Regions from separate parts of the Mus musculus genome. Here region 2 is linked to region 1. Evidence: chromatin contacts called from public Hi-C data. All regions are on one chromosome and are shown on one strand. The core of a region is the stretch at or near the end of the contact, and the rest is flanking DNA. Distances in the headings are between cores, read along the strand shown.

Region 1 (6,543 bases), core at 712-3,211:
TGGGTGTTTCTACCTCACAATGCAACCAAGTCCATTGTGCAGGAGATAATAGAACTCTCTCACAAAAGTTGCTACATTGTTGCCAAGCAACAAGAAATAAAGTGTCAAGATTAGTACTTTGTTTTATATATCTTTATCATCAATGAACCTTGTTTCTATTCTGCCATTCTCCGTGCTAATGGTCATCAGGCTAAGACTTATATTTAGTAACCTACAATAGTCACTAACCACAAAAAAAAAAAAAAGATGTAGATAGCAGGCATTCAGCAAGTCTATATTTTATATTTATTAATATTATAGCAATTTTATTATTGAGATTATTTCACCAAGCAGATAAACACAATATGTCTTCATTAAATACATCTCCATTAGAATCCAAAATTCTTTTAAACCAAGCTGACCAATCATGAAAATTCAAGGAAATGAGCAGTCTCTAAATACTTCAATAACCTAAAACAAACAGCTCATTTAGTGGAGCTATGTTAGGCTATTAGCAGGCTTTCTGTCAAAACGTTCTACACCTGGACACATTTGAAACACAGCACTTATATTTATAGATATTTCTTTTAGAGAGGATGAGCAAAGGAAAATAAAAGTGAAGAAGCATAAATAACTGAAAACTTATGAAGAAAACAAGTGCAAGTTGATACAAGTTAATGGGTCTAAAAGCAAAGCAACACATGGGTATGATCTCCATCCCTCTCAGTCTCTGCTACAAGAAGCAAGGCTGTCAACAGCATACTGCATCAGAGGGAAGGGTCACCAGTCACACAGTCCTTCCTTGTTAAAGCAAACAGCTCTCTGGGTTCCACACAACTGCTCAAAAAAGGGGGTTTCGGAGGTGGATTCAAGAGGATCAGATTATACTGTTTAATTTCTCCTCTTTTTTCCACTCCTGTTTTGTGAAACAGGGTCTTACTATGTTGTCCAGGCTGGCACTGGACTCACTGTGTGGTCCAGGCTAGCCTCAAACATGCAATCCTCCCACCACCAACACCCCTGAGTGCTGGGATCATAGGTCTGTACCACCATGTCTGGCAGTGTAAACTGTTTCTTTTGTGGTCTCGTTCTTCTCATGGGCTAACGGAAACAGAGCGATCTGTGGGGTTAATACTAAAGTGCACGGAAGGCCATTCACACACAGAATGTCAAGTTTGACATTCTGGCCAAGTTCTCATAAACACTGTGTCTCCACATGCCAATCAGGGATGTTTGTGTGAATGACTTCTGCACAGGTGTGAGCAATTGTTACCTGTGTGTAGTATGAATATTTGAAACTGGAGCTTTCAAGAATAATTCCTCAATATGGTTAAAAGCATGTGTCCCGCAGGGACAGAAGTGTTAATTCTTGTTGTCACTCTGTTTACACCATGTTTGTCCTTCATGGTCCATTGGAGACAGCCTGGATCCCACTGCTGTTGCAACTTTGTGTCAAGTCCTTAATAAACTCAAGATTTAAAATAAAAGACATTTGGATGGAGAGATGGCTCTGCAGTCAGGAACACAGGCTGTTCTTCCCGAGGACATGGGTTCAGAGCCCAGCACCCACATACCAGCTGATAGCCTTCTGTAACTCCAGTTCCAAGAGCTCAGAGGCCCTCTTTGGCCTCTGAGGGTGCTGAGCACACCAATGGTGTGCAGCTAGATCTATGTGAAGGCAAAACACCCATATGCATTAAATAAAACACAAAAATTAACCAAATAAAAAGCCATTTGAGAGGAGAGGAACCACGTCTGCTCCCGAGATGCTTTCATTTTCTCTAAAGCAGCAGGAGCAAGGTCAGTCTCCAACGTTGACACACTAATTGCTCTGCTTCATGAAGATGATGACAAATCCACAGGATCCACTGAAGTAATTAAGCCACCTGGCTAAAAGCCACTGTGCTCCCACATTCTGTCATAGAGGGGAAACAATAGCCACTCTGGTCACTTCTGTGCTAAGATAATTCATGAGGCTTTACTAATGCCAAGGTCCTTAAACAGAGCAGGGAGTCACAAAACGTAAAATGTTCCAGTCTCACAATCACTCTCTCCTCATCTGAGCCTCACTGTCAGACTTCCACATTATTCTGTTGTCTGTTACTATAACAAAGTAACCTGTCTATGGAAAATGCAGGGACAAAGGGTGGAGCAGAGACTGAAGGAAAGGCCATCCAGAGACTGCCCCACCTAGGGATCCATCCCACATACAGACACCAAACCCAGACACTATTGTGGATGCCAATAAATGCTTGCTGACGAGAGCCTGATAAAGCTGTCTCCTGAGAGGCTCGCCCAGTGCCTGACAAATCAGATACAGATGCTCAAAGCCAACCATTGGACCAAGCACAAAAGAAGTTAGGAAAAAGGACTGAAGCAGCTGAAGGGGTTTCCAGCCCCATAAGAGGAACAACAATATGAACCAACCAGTAACCCCAGAGTTCCCAGGGACTAAGCCACCAACCAAAGAGTACACATGGAGGGACCCATGGCTACAACTGCATATGTAGCAAAGAATGACTGTATCTGGCATCAATGGGAGGGGAAGAGCTTGGTCCTGTGAAAGCTCAATGGATGCCCCAGTGTAGGGGAATGCCAGGGCAGGGAGACAGGGGTAGGTCAGTGGGTGGAAGGGGGCACACTGTCATAGAAGCAGGAGGAGGGGGCATGGGATAGGAATTTGAAGAGGGGAAACCGGGAAGGGAGACAAAAAATAAGTAACTGAGACAGTGTACGTAATAGACAAAAACAAGGTGTTCAGTATGTAGGCTTAGAGACAAGAAGTCAAGACTAGGTAACTCATCAGTACTGCCTCTGGTGAGGGTTCCCTTGACTGCAGTACAACATGGAGACAAACTCATTCCAGAAGACTAGTGTTAATCGTTCTTTTTGTTTTTTTCTTTTTTGAATTTTTTTAATTGGATATTTTATTTATTTGCATTTCAAATGTCCTCTTTCCCGATTTCCCCCCAAAAGCCCCTATCCTATCCCCCCTCTTCCTGCTTCTATGAGAGTGTGCCCCTCCCACCTCACTGCCCTCACATTTCCCTACACTGGGGCCTTCACAGGATCAAAGGCCTCCCCTCCCATTGATGCCCAACAAGGCCATCCTCTGCTACATTTGCAGCTGGAGCCATGGGTCCCTCCATGTGTACTCCTTATTTGGTGGTTAAGTCTCTGGGAGCTCTGATTGGTTCATATTGTTGTTCCTCCTATGGGGTTGCAAACCCCTTCAGCTCCTTCAGGCCTTTCAGACCATGAGCCTAGGTGGGTCAAATCACACCCAAACCCTAAGAAAGCCTTAAGAGTTCATGGGAACTATTATAAAATGTCCTAAAAATAGAAATTTTACCTAGCTCTGAAGAAGATATCATCATTACCCTATCAAGAAAGTTGCTCATGTAAGACTGTAGCCTACCACCCTGCCCAGAAGAGAAGACAATTGGAGCATACTTATGATCAAAACACATAATATGCATTTATGAAATTCTCAATAAAAATTATTTTTCAAAACCCTATAAATGGGTTAGAGAGATGCCTTAGCAGTTAAGGATGCTGTTCTCCTAAGGTACCTGGGTTCAATTCCCCAACACCCACATAGTGGCTCACAACCATCTCTAGCTCTAGCTCGTGTGGATCCAAAGCACTTATCTGGTTTTTTGTTGTTGTTGGTTTTTTTAGGCACAGAATGCATGTGATACATGAATGGAAAATAGCCATACACATAAAATAAAAATAAAGGTTAAAAATACTGAAGATTCTAGCTGGGCATGATGGCACATGCCTTTAATTCCTGAACTTGGGAGAAGAAGCAGGTGGATCAATGTAAGTTCAAAGCCAGCCTAGTCTACAAAGCTAGTTCCAGGACAGCCATGGGCTGTTACACAGAGAAACCTCATCTTGAAAAACCAAAACTAAACAAAACCAACCAAACAAACAAAACTAAGACAAAAAAAGTCATCACAATGTGGCTTTTCACTGAACACATCGTTTATGAACTGTTTCTTTCCTTGACATTTCCTAGACATTTTTCCATCGATGTTTAACAACATCGTTACATGCTCTCTGTTTCACTTATTTAGTCTGCGAATAAAAGTTCCCTGAGGGTAGAGAGCTCTCTCTCCTTCATGTTCATGGTGAATTTGCAGCACCCAGAGACGTGCCAGGCATGCTGGAATGTCACAGCATGAGTGAATTTGTCTTAAACATCACTGAGACATTATCTAGCACTTGTCTCAAGATAAGACAAGTGAGGGAGAGATGGAGATGAGGATGGAGCAGGAAGGATGATGGACACCCAAGTGCATAGAGTGTTGGGCTGAGGAGGGGGCACTGCTGTCTCTGCTCACAGCCATGCATGTTCACAGTCCTTCTTGAAAACATACATCTTAAACATAGTATTGCAACATCATTTGCATCTCAGTCTGCACCTTTCCGTACTCTCTACCCAGACACAGCATGTGTCAGCTTGGAGGATGGCAGATGTCCCCTAATCTTTTCCTCAAGTCACCCTCCTAAAGAGATGGGGTTTGCCCGTCATTGGCATAGAACACGAACTCACAGTTTTCAAAGCTTCGCTCGTACAGATATGACAAAAAGAATCCTTAGGATATCATTTTGGAAAACACATTTTTAAACCTCCTTATGACACAGAATTTTCAAAAGAGGGAGACTGAAAACATATAATTATCCTCATGGTGGTTGCCTCTGGGAAGAAGGCAGGCTCTTATCTTCGATAGACAATTCCTAGGTCTTCAATCTTTGTAAGCCAAGCAGGTGGTGTGTACATATTTGTATGTGGCTATTATCTTGTGATGCAAAACAATTATTTTGATAGGCAATTATATAAATATACGTAAATAGGAAGAATATGAAACAGAAATGAGTTTAGCTTGTGAAAACGAATATGAAAAGTAACAAAGATAGATAGTTGAAAAGGTGTTGTGTAAATCTTTGTTTTATAGCACCAACTTAAATATACGCTGACGGCCCTGATGCACACACACAGCACAGGCTGATGCCATGCACACACACACACAATTTTTAAAAACTAATAAAACAGGTTATTTCGGTCACAGGCGGCACTGGTAGCCTTCTATGGTTGAGTCAGATGACCTTTTCTGACAAGCATGTACAGTGCACTCCAGGCTGTGTTATCAGCCGTCCCCTGAGTGAAGCACTCTCTGCCCTCCTCTAGGTGTTCTATATTAAGCATGAAAAAAAGGAAAAGAAGGAAAAATAAACAGAGAAAAGGACAGGGTTGCGCGTGTTATGCACACAGGCAGCTGGGACAGGGTGTCATGGGGAGTTGGGGGGTTGACAAGAGTTCTCCTGAGATGGACCCAAACAGACCTCAATGAGCCAGCCCAGGAGACCACACAGCCATGGCTCCTGAGATGGACCCAAACAGACCTCAAGGAGCCAGCCCAGGAGACCACACAGCCATGGCTCCTCCTCGTTGTTCATGTGCAGCACAACATCCAGGAGTCACTCTGGGCTGGTTTTACTCATCAGCTTGTGAAATTCATCAGGGACGACTTTTCCCACTCAGAGAAAGAGAGGTCCAAAATAACAGTCTGGGGCTAAAACAAGAAACATCTCTCTGGCTTGTGTGCCAGCATGTGTGCCCACTTCTACTGTCTCTCTTAAATAATCACCCAGTTCCTTCACAGGGCCAGACATACTCAACCAAAACGGGGTAGGCTGCAGCTTCATGGGGAAGCACTCAAATGGTTGCTGCCTATCAGAAAGATACGTGTGATGACATTCACACATTGCCGTTCACTTCTTTGCTTTTATGTGTCATAAGGCTGGCTGTATAGGATGCATCAGAAAGAGAAAACATATCTCTAAATGTAAGACTGTCATCTCTACAAGGTAAAAATAATAATTCATACCAAAGGTGATTTGATTTTCTCCTTTACATAAACATGCTGGCTTATTTCTTGGTGTAAAACATTTATCATAAATAAACTGTTATATAATGTTGGTGCATGACTTACAGAATTCAAACACTTGGTAGATAAAGTCAGGGAGATCAAATGTCCAAATATTATTTGGGCTATGAACAGAGTTAAGACAATTATCTTTGTCTCTGCTATCTGAAATACAGGATCTACCACAACGATACTTCCCACTGTGTAAGATACTATTCGCAGTACTAGAGTGACCTCCAATGTCCAGATGTGGGGAAAAACTGAAAAAACGCTCAATAGAATGAGCAGAATCCAGGGGAAAAGACTGAGTAAATTCAGAGGGCTCCTGCTCACAGGCTGACTCAAAGTCACCTTCAAGGTAGATGGCATCGGTGACAAAGAAAGCTTCTGGAACACTGAACAATAACCATGACATACCTGCTTGATTCTGGTTTAGTATCACCCAAGAGTTTGAAACTTTATCCATTTATGCTGACTTGGAGTATAATACATAACATGGTAGCCAACAGCAAATGTCATCATTCCATTTGCGGCTCCACGCAGTGACGTAGTTAAAAATCGCAATGCACCGAAAGAGTGTGCAGTGTCTGGCATGTAATATGTTTTTAGTTATCATCATGGTCAACAT
Region 2 (6,252 bases), core at 3,306-5,805, 430 kb before region 1:
CTCTCTTTATGCACACAAGGTCCAGGCTCTTACTGTGAGTGTTGAGTCCTCTGGTGTCCAGAGGTGTTACCAACAGCTTTTCCTCTACTCAAGCTTCTGAAGGGTCCTCAAGTCGGGGGCAGGTTGGTGTAGAACATCTCTTCCCCATGATCGTTGTGTGCTTATGACAGTAAGCATAAACTGCATTTTATATAGCAGCCATTGAAGGAGAAACAGAGGAGGCTCAACCTTCCATGTGGTAAATATGCACAGTGAGAGGAAGCCATTTAGGGATCTTTCCAGTCCAGGCTTCCTCTTTCCTCTTTAGGAGTTAATTCTATAAGATGCTGAGGTTTTGTTTTGTTTTTGAATCTCATGTCTCCCTCTGTCATTTTCTCCTTTGGGCCTCCTATTGCAGGCAGCATAGAGTTTGGGGTAGCCTTTGATGTCTGTAGCAACAGGGAAGATATGACTGCCTAGCCAAAGAATGAATGATCTGGAGAAAGGAGAGGAGAAGGTTGGCTAAATCCATATCACTAAAGTCACCTGTTCTGAAATGAAGCAAGACAAAGTGCCCTATGGAGTTTTTATTTCCCAGAAGACAAAAACAAACCTGGAAACAAATAAGCAGTCTGGTTATTCAATTCTTAGATTTGAGAGCCAGAAGACCTCTGAAGTCCAACTATTTATTTTTGTCTTGTATGTCTGGCACTACTTATTTTCCTTTTATGGATAATGAAACCCCAAAATAACACACATTACCCTTAATCATGTTTGTGCTACAGAAAAAAATAAGTCTCCTTGAAATACAAGCCTTTGATTCCATCATGCTCACAAAACACCACTTCTTGCCAACAGCTGGGTTGTTTTTCTTAACAAAGACACGTTTGGGTTTGGGGATATTTCCTTTGCTTTCTTTCCTGTTTCTCATTCTCTTCTCCTGCCCTTAGCATTTGAGATGGAGCTGTGTAGAGAACAGAATGCCCCTCTCTCTTTTCCAACCTTGCAGCAGGAAAGATGATAACATCTGTCAGACAGCTGCACATATGCAGACTGCTTGCTAAACACCAGAACATGGGTACCACAGCTGGATCTATCACAAGCTCAATTCACACAGCATCGCCAGGATGCTAGAGAGTCCTTTGTCCCATCTCATATGACATGGAGAATTTCCCACAATACTTATTATCAAATATATGCCATAAATCATTGGGTAATTATTGCGCTGGAGTTAATCATGTATAGTACTACTCATGTAATATTACATTCTGTCTGTTGTAAACAGACAGAAACATATCAAATATATTAAATGATGTCTTCAATGTTTCTCATAGTGTTGCATTGTCTTCAAACAATCTAGATGATTGCATTTTGTAACACTCAATAATAAATACTTAAACAGATCTCTTATCAGACTGCATTTCTAAATTTCCTTTCCTATACATTATATTGAAATAAATCTCTTTCTGTTTTTTAGTGGTCTCATATGTTATCCTATAACAAACTCTTCTGCTGTCTTACTCCTTGATTTTTCACAGTTATGAGGCTTCCTTAGGTAAAGGACAGTTATAGATTTTTGAATTGGAAAATGACAGTGACGATGAGCACCTGTGGCATTTGCTCTGAAGAATGTTAATCCTACACAGTCCATGTGCTTTTCTCATTGAACTCTCCCATAACACAGAGGAATTTCTTACTTTAACCTCACATTTATCTTTTTTGTCTTTTGTTTTTGCTTTTGTTTTGTTTTTGTTTTGTTTGTTTTTGTTTTGTTTTGTTTTGTTTTGTTTTTGTTTTTGTTTTTGTTTTTGTTTTCTGAGACAGGGTTTCTCTGTGTAGCCCTGGCTGTCCTGGAACTCACTCTGTAGACCAGGCTGGCCTCAAACTCAGAAATCCTCCTGCCTCTGCCTCCCAAGTGCTGGGATTAAAGGCATGTGCCACCACCGCCTGGCCTAACCTCACATTTATCTTAAAGAATTTATTTGTCTTCATTATTGGTTCTTAGCCACTATGTCTAGTCACTCAAGGACATACCTCAGAGTTCCCAACACCAAAGAGATTGATACTGTCTGTGCCTGGGAACGGACTTTTGAGAGCTCTGATTGTCATGGATACATCTCATCAGATATTCTTCTTAGGGAACTTTTTTTCTTTCTTTCAACATTCATTCAATCATGATTCACTCATTCAGTCTTGTGCTCATGTGGAGTCAAATGATAATTTGCTAGTCTGTTTTCTCCTTGTCCCAGGTGGGTCCTGGGGCTTTAACTCAGATTTGCAGTCTTGGCAGGAAGCACCTTTCCCCCACTGAGCCATCTCAGGTGTGGCCACTCTTGTCTCACTCTTCCACTCCCTTTTTCTGGTAGAAGTCAATCACTAGACTTGTCTGTTCTTCATTTCTAATAGTCAATCAATGTCTTGGAGCTGTTGGAGTTTTAAGCTAACTGGATCAGTTTCTTGCTCCAAATTTTTCCCATTTCCATAATTAATCCAGGCAATGATCATCATGATTATGTTTGAAGAGGCTTTCAAACTCCTGGTGTAATTTTCAATTCCCAAATAGGCTGAAGAGTATTGAATATTTGTACTTTACAACACGAAAAGTCATGTTTATTTTCTCAAAGCTCTTGCTTCGAGGGAAATGCATGAAAACACTTTAAAGTATTTATTTTAAAAGTACACAGCTGGGATACTCAAGAAATAAAAAAGTCTCCTGTTTGGCTTGGTAAAACCAAATCCAGAATTTACTAGGGTAAGCTGTTCTTGAAGTTGACTGTCCAGAGGACACGTATTGATTTAAGAACAATGGGCTATGTGTTTTTATAGGCTCAGAGGAGCAAGGCCTTGCGGGTAGTGCAGCACAGACATGGAGTCACAACCCTCTGAGGTGCAGACAATAGCCTCATGCTTCATTACAGCTCAGTGACAGTGAGGTTTGTCCATTGTAAAGGGAGGTTTAAAAGCTGTCTTTCTATTTTGGTCATAGCTTTGCATTCACATGGGCTGGGAAGAGAGTGGGAAAAAAAAAGTAAATTCTCTGACTCAGGAAGGATGTGATGTGGTATAAATTTGCATTGCCTTTGGTATAGTTTATTTCTTAATCTGATGGTGATTATGAGTACAGTTATATGATTCTTACATTGTTGTAAATGTTTTCTGGTATATATTTTTTCAAATTTAAAACTAATAAATTGGAGAGAGCTGATGCTTATGACTAAAATGGAAGTCCTAAAACCTGTGAATTTTTCTATGACTTTTCAAAACGGATATTGCAATTCGAGAAATCCTAGAAGTTTTTTATTTACTGAGAGATGTGTTTAGTTCTATACATGCTGAGTCCATGAGTAATTTATTTCCAGAAGACCTTTTCTGACATTGAACAATACCATGACAACTCCTTAGAACACAACCATAGGTCGTGTGCTTTGGTGACTTTTTAATATAATATCCATTATAAGTTCAGGGTAGACAATTCACAAATGATTCTTTGTGGTTGGTGGTACTTATTAGCTTATACATGAGTATCCTTGACCATTCCATTCACATGGATCTTGGTCAATTCTGAATTCATAGAGCACTTCATCACACATATTAATCAATTAGATACTCAGTTCTATTTTCCAATTCATGGTCATACAAATTACTTATTCAATGATTTTCAACATCCCCAAAGGAAAATTCATTTTTAGCCATTGTCACATAAATTTATAACCAGGAGGCATGTTATCTGCTTGGAATCTCACTTCTCAAATTTTAGGTAACCAGTCTTATGAGGTGGCTAGTCAAAGTGTCAGCAAAAACCAGACTATCCAACCCAGTCTGAAACAAGGATATTTATAACCCAATCATGTGTGGGAAGTATAGGAAACCAGATTGTGGGGTACCACTAAGCTACATATAGTTGAAATGGTAAACCACTCCCCAGTTGCAAGGCATTAAAAACAAGTAAGGAATACCTCCAGAAGTTGGAAGGAATACATTACAATATAGGTATCATGAGGCTCAGTAAACAGTCTCAGTAAAGAGACTCAAATGTTAAAGAGAGGCAGGGTCAGAAAGAATGAATACCCCAACCTCTCTTTAATGTATTCATTTGGGGACCCTTCATTGTTAAAAACTCATTGACAGACCTGAGAACAATAAAAACCTCTTAAAAATTCTACACTTTAATGATAACAGTAGAGAAGTGAAGATAAGACAGGTATAGAGCAGGTAACTAGAAGAGATTGTCCTGGAATCAAATTTTTCTAACTCAACAATCACTTTAAATCCAAACATAAACCCTCTATTTCTTAAAACAAAGAAACAAACAAACAAACAAAAAACAAAACCAACCAACAAACAAAGAAAAAAAAAACCCATATACCTGATGAGTTAACCTTAACTGAATAAAAACTTCTCAATAATAATAAAAGTTTGGTCTTCTACCATTGATGCATAGCCCAGTGAGGATGGATCTCAGACCACCTCCTCCATGCAGAATTAGAATCAGATCCAAAAGCTGTACTAGGGAGCAGATGGAGGCCAGTGCCGTTTCCGGGGCCAAGTGAGTAAAATGTTCCAAACACCCAGACCCAGTCTGCATCCTCTTGCTAAACAGTGACACACTCAGCATATGGTATGCTGGACGCTGGGAAGTGTAGGACCATAGCCAAAGACAGATTTGGTCTGGTTTAAAAGAAAAGGGCTAGTTTTAAGAACTTGGGAGGTAGCTTTGTGAAGCATCTTTCTATGGGAAGTGATACAATGGTTGAAAGAGTCCTGACTACCTTTTCCCAATGAATAAGATACCTGTTTAGTCAGGTGTGCAATGAAGCTCTGAAAGGGTGCATGGAGAGAGGAGTTAGGGGGTGGAGAGGAGGAAAGGAAAACTATGGTCAGGATGTAATGTACGAGAGATTAAATTAATTTTTTTTTTAAAAAGTATACCTTCTGTATGTGAAACTACTGTTTTATCCATTCTGGAGTATAAGTTCCAGGAGGGAATATCAATGTTTGCCAGGAACATGATTCTTTTGGATTCCACTGTTGAAGCTGGTATTACAAAGTTTCTTCACTGTAGTTTGAAGATCTCTGACTTCAAAGGAGACACTGCACCGTTTCTGAATCAGATTTCTATTTCTTACCTTAAGGACTAGAAACTGGATACAGATGGCAATACCTGGCTTATATCAAGAGAGGGCAATGATATTCTATTTGATCAGAGCATGGAAAAGAATTCCCTAGAATTCTGTTCCACTCAACCTAGCACGAATCAGTGGCTGAAGAATCATTAGTGGTCGTGTAACCATTCCTCCAAGAAATGATGGGAGAATTTCCAAAGGAGGAAAATAAACTCCTGGAATAGAACAACATCTTCGTTTTGACTACTCTTTGATTAGTAGATAATTGTTGCAAACAAGTGTGTCAAGCTTTGCCCTGACAAGTCCTGCTGTCACAAAGCTGACAAGCTGTAGCACAGACCTGTGAGGACGAGGCTTTTCCAAGGAAAATGAGATGAAAGATCCATCAATGACTTTTCTACTGCTGTGATGAATGCATGACCAAATCATCTTATAGAGGAAAGTTGATTTGGGTTGACAGGTTCAAATGGTTGCATTCATGAGGGCAGAGTAGAGGCACACAAACTGGAGCCAAGCCAAAAATTTACATCTTAAAACACAAGCAATACGCAGAGAGAGAGAGTGATTTGGAAACACTGCCAAGTCTTTATTTATTTTTTAATTTATTTTTTTATTACATATTTTCCTCAATTACATTTCCAATGCTATCCCAAAAGTCCCCCATGCCCTCCCCCCCACTTCCCTACCCACTCATTCCTATTTTTTTTGGCCCTGGCGTTCCCCTGTACTGAGGCATATACAGTTTGCATGTCCAATGGGCCTCTCTTTCCAGTAAAACACATGAAACTCAAAAAGAATGAAGACTGAAGTGTGGACACTATGCCCCTCCTTAGAATTGGGAACAAAACACCCATGGAAGGAGTTACAGAGACAAAGTTTGGAGCTGAGACGAAAGGATGGACCATGTAGAGACTGCCATATCCAGGGATCCACCCCATAATCAGCTTCCAAATGCGGACACCATTGCATACACTAGCAAGATTTTATCAAAAGGACCCAGATGTAGCTGTCTCTTGTGAGACTACGCCAGGGCCTAGCAAACACAGAAGTGGATGCTCACAGTCAGCTATTGGATGGATCACAGGGCTCCCAATGGAGGAGCTAGAGAAAGTACCCAAGGAGCTAAAGGGATCTGAAACCCTATAGGTGG

Evidence for each region. Hi-C and Micro-C count contacts between places; a contact is called where the count stands out from the background.
Region 2: a contact with region 1 is called in a Hi-C map of cerebellum, with 1.7 times the contacts expected there. The contact joins two enhancer-like sites. A contact is called at or near these places in 2 of 39 promoter capture datasets (cranial neural crest and hippocampal neurons), 1 of 15 datasets of contacts at CTCF or cohesin (pro-B cells) and 5 of 484 Hi-C or Micro-C datasets (cerebellum, cerebral cortex, cortical neurons and 2 more).

What each region holds. Positions count from the first base shown.
Region 1 is chr15:4,062,794-4,069,336 of GRCm38.p6, reverse strand. The region is part of intron 7 of Oxct1 (3-oxoacid CoA transferase 1); the gene reads right to left. Among named protein-coding and RNA genes, the nearest start is that of BC037032, 39 kb to the right of the region's middle. Within about 2 kb of position 1,961, at least 7 of the 459 cell types and tissues checked have an H3K27ac peak or open chromatin away from gene starts, as enhancers often do. A contact at or near this core is called in cerebellum, where this site is marked.
Region 2 is chr15:4,496,529-4,502,780 of GRCm38.p6, reverse strand. The region is part of intron 1 of Plcxd3 (phosphatidylinositol-specific phospholipase C, X domain containing 3); the gene reads right to left. Among named protein-coding and RNA genes, the nearest start is that of Plcxd3, 120 kb to the right of the region's middle. Within about 2 kb of position 4,555, at least 7 of the 459 cell types and tissues checked have an H3K27ac peak or open chromatin away from gene starts, as enhancers often do. A contact at or near this core is called in cerebellum, where this site is marked.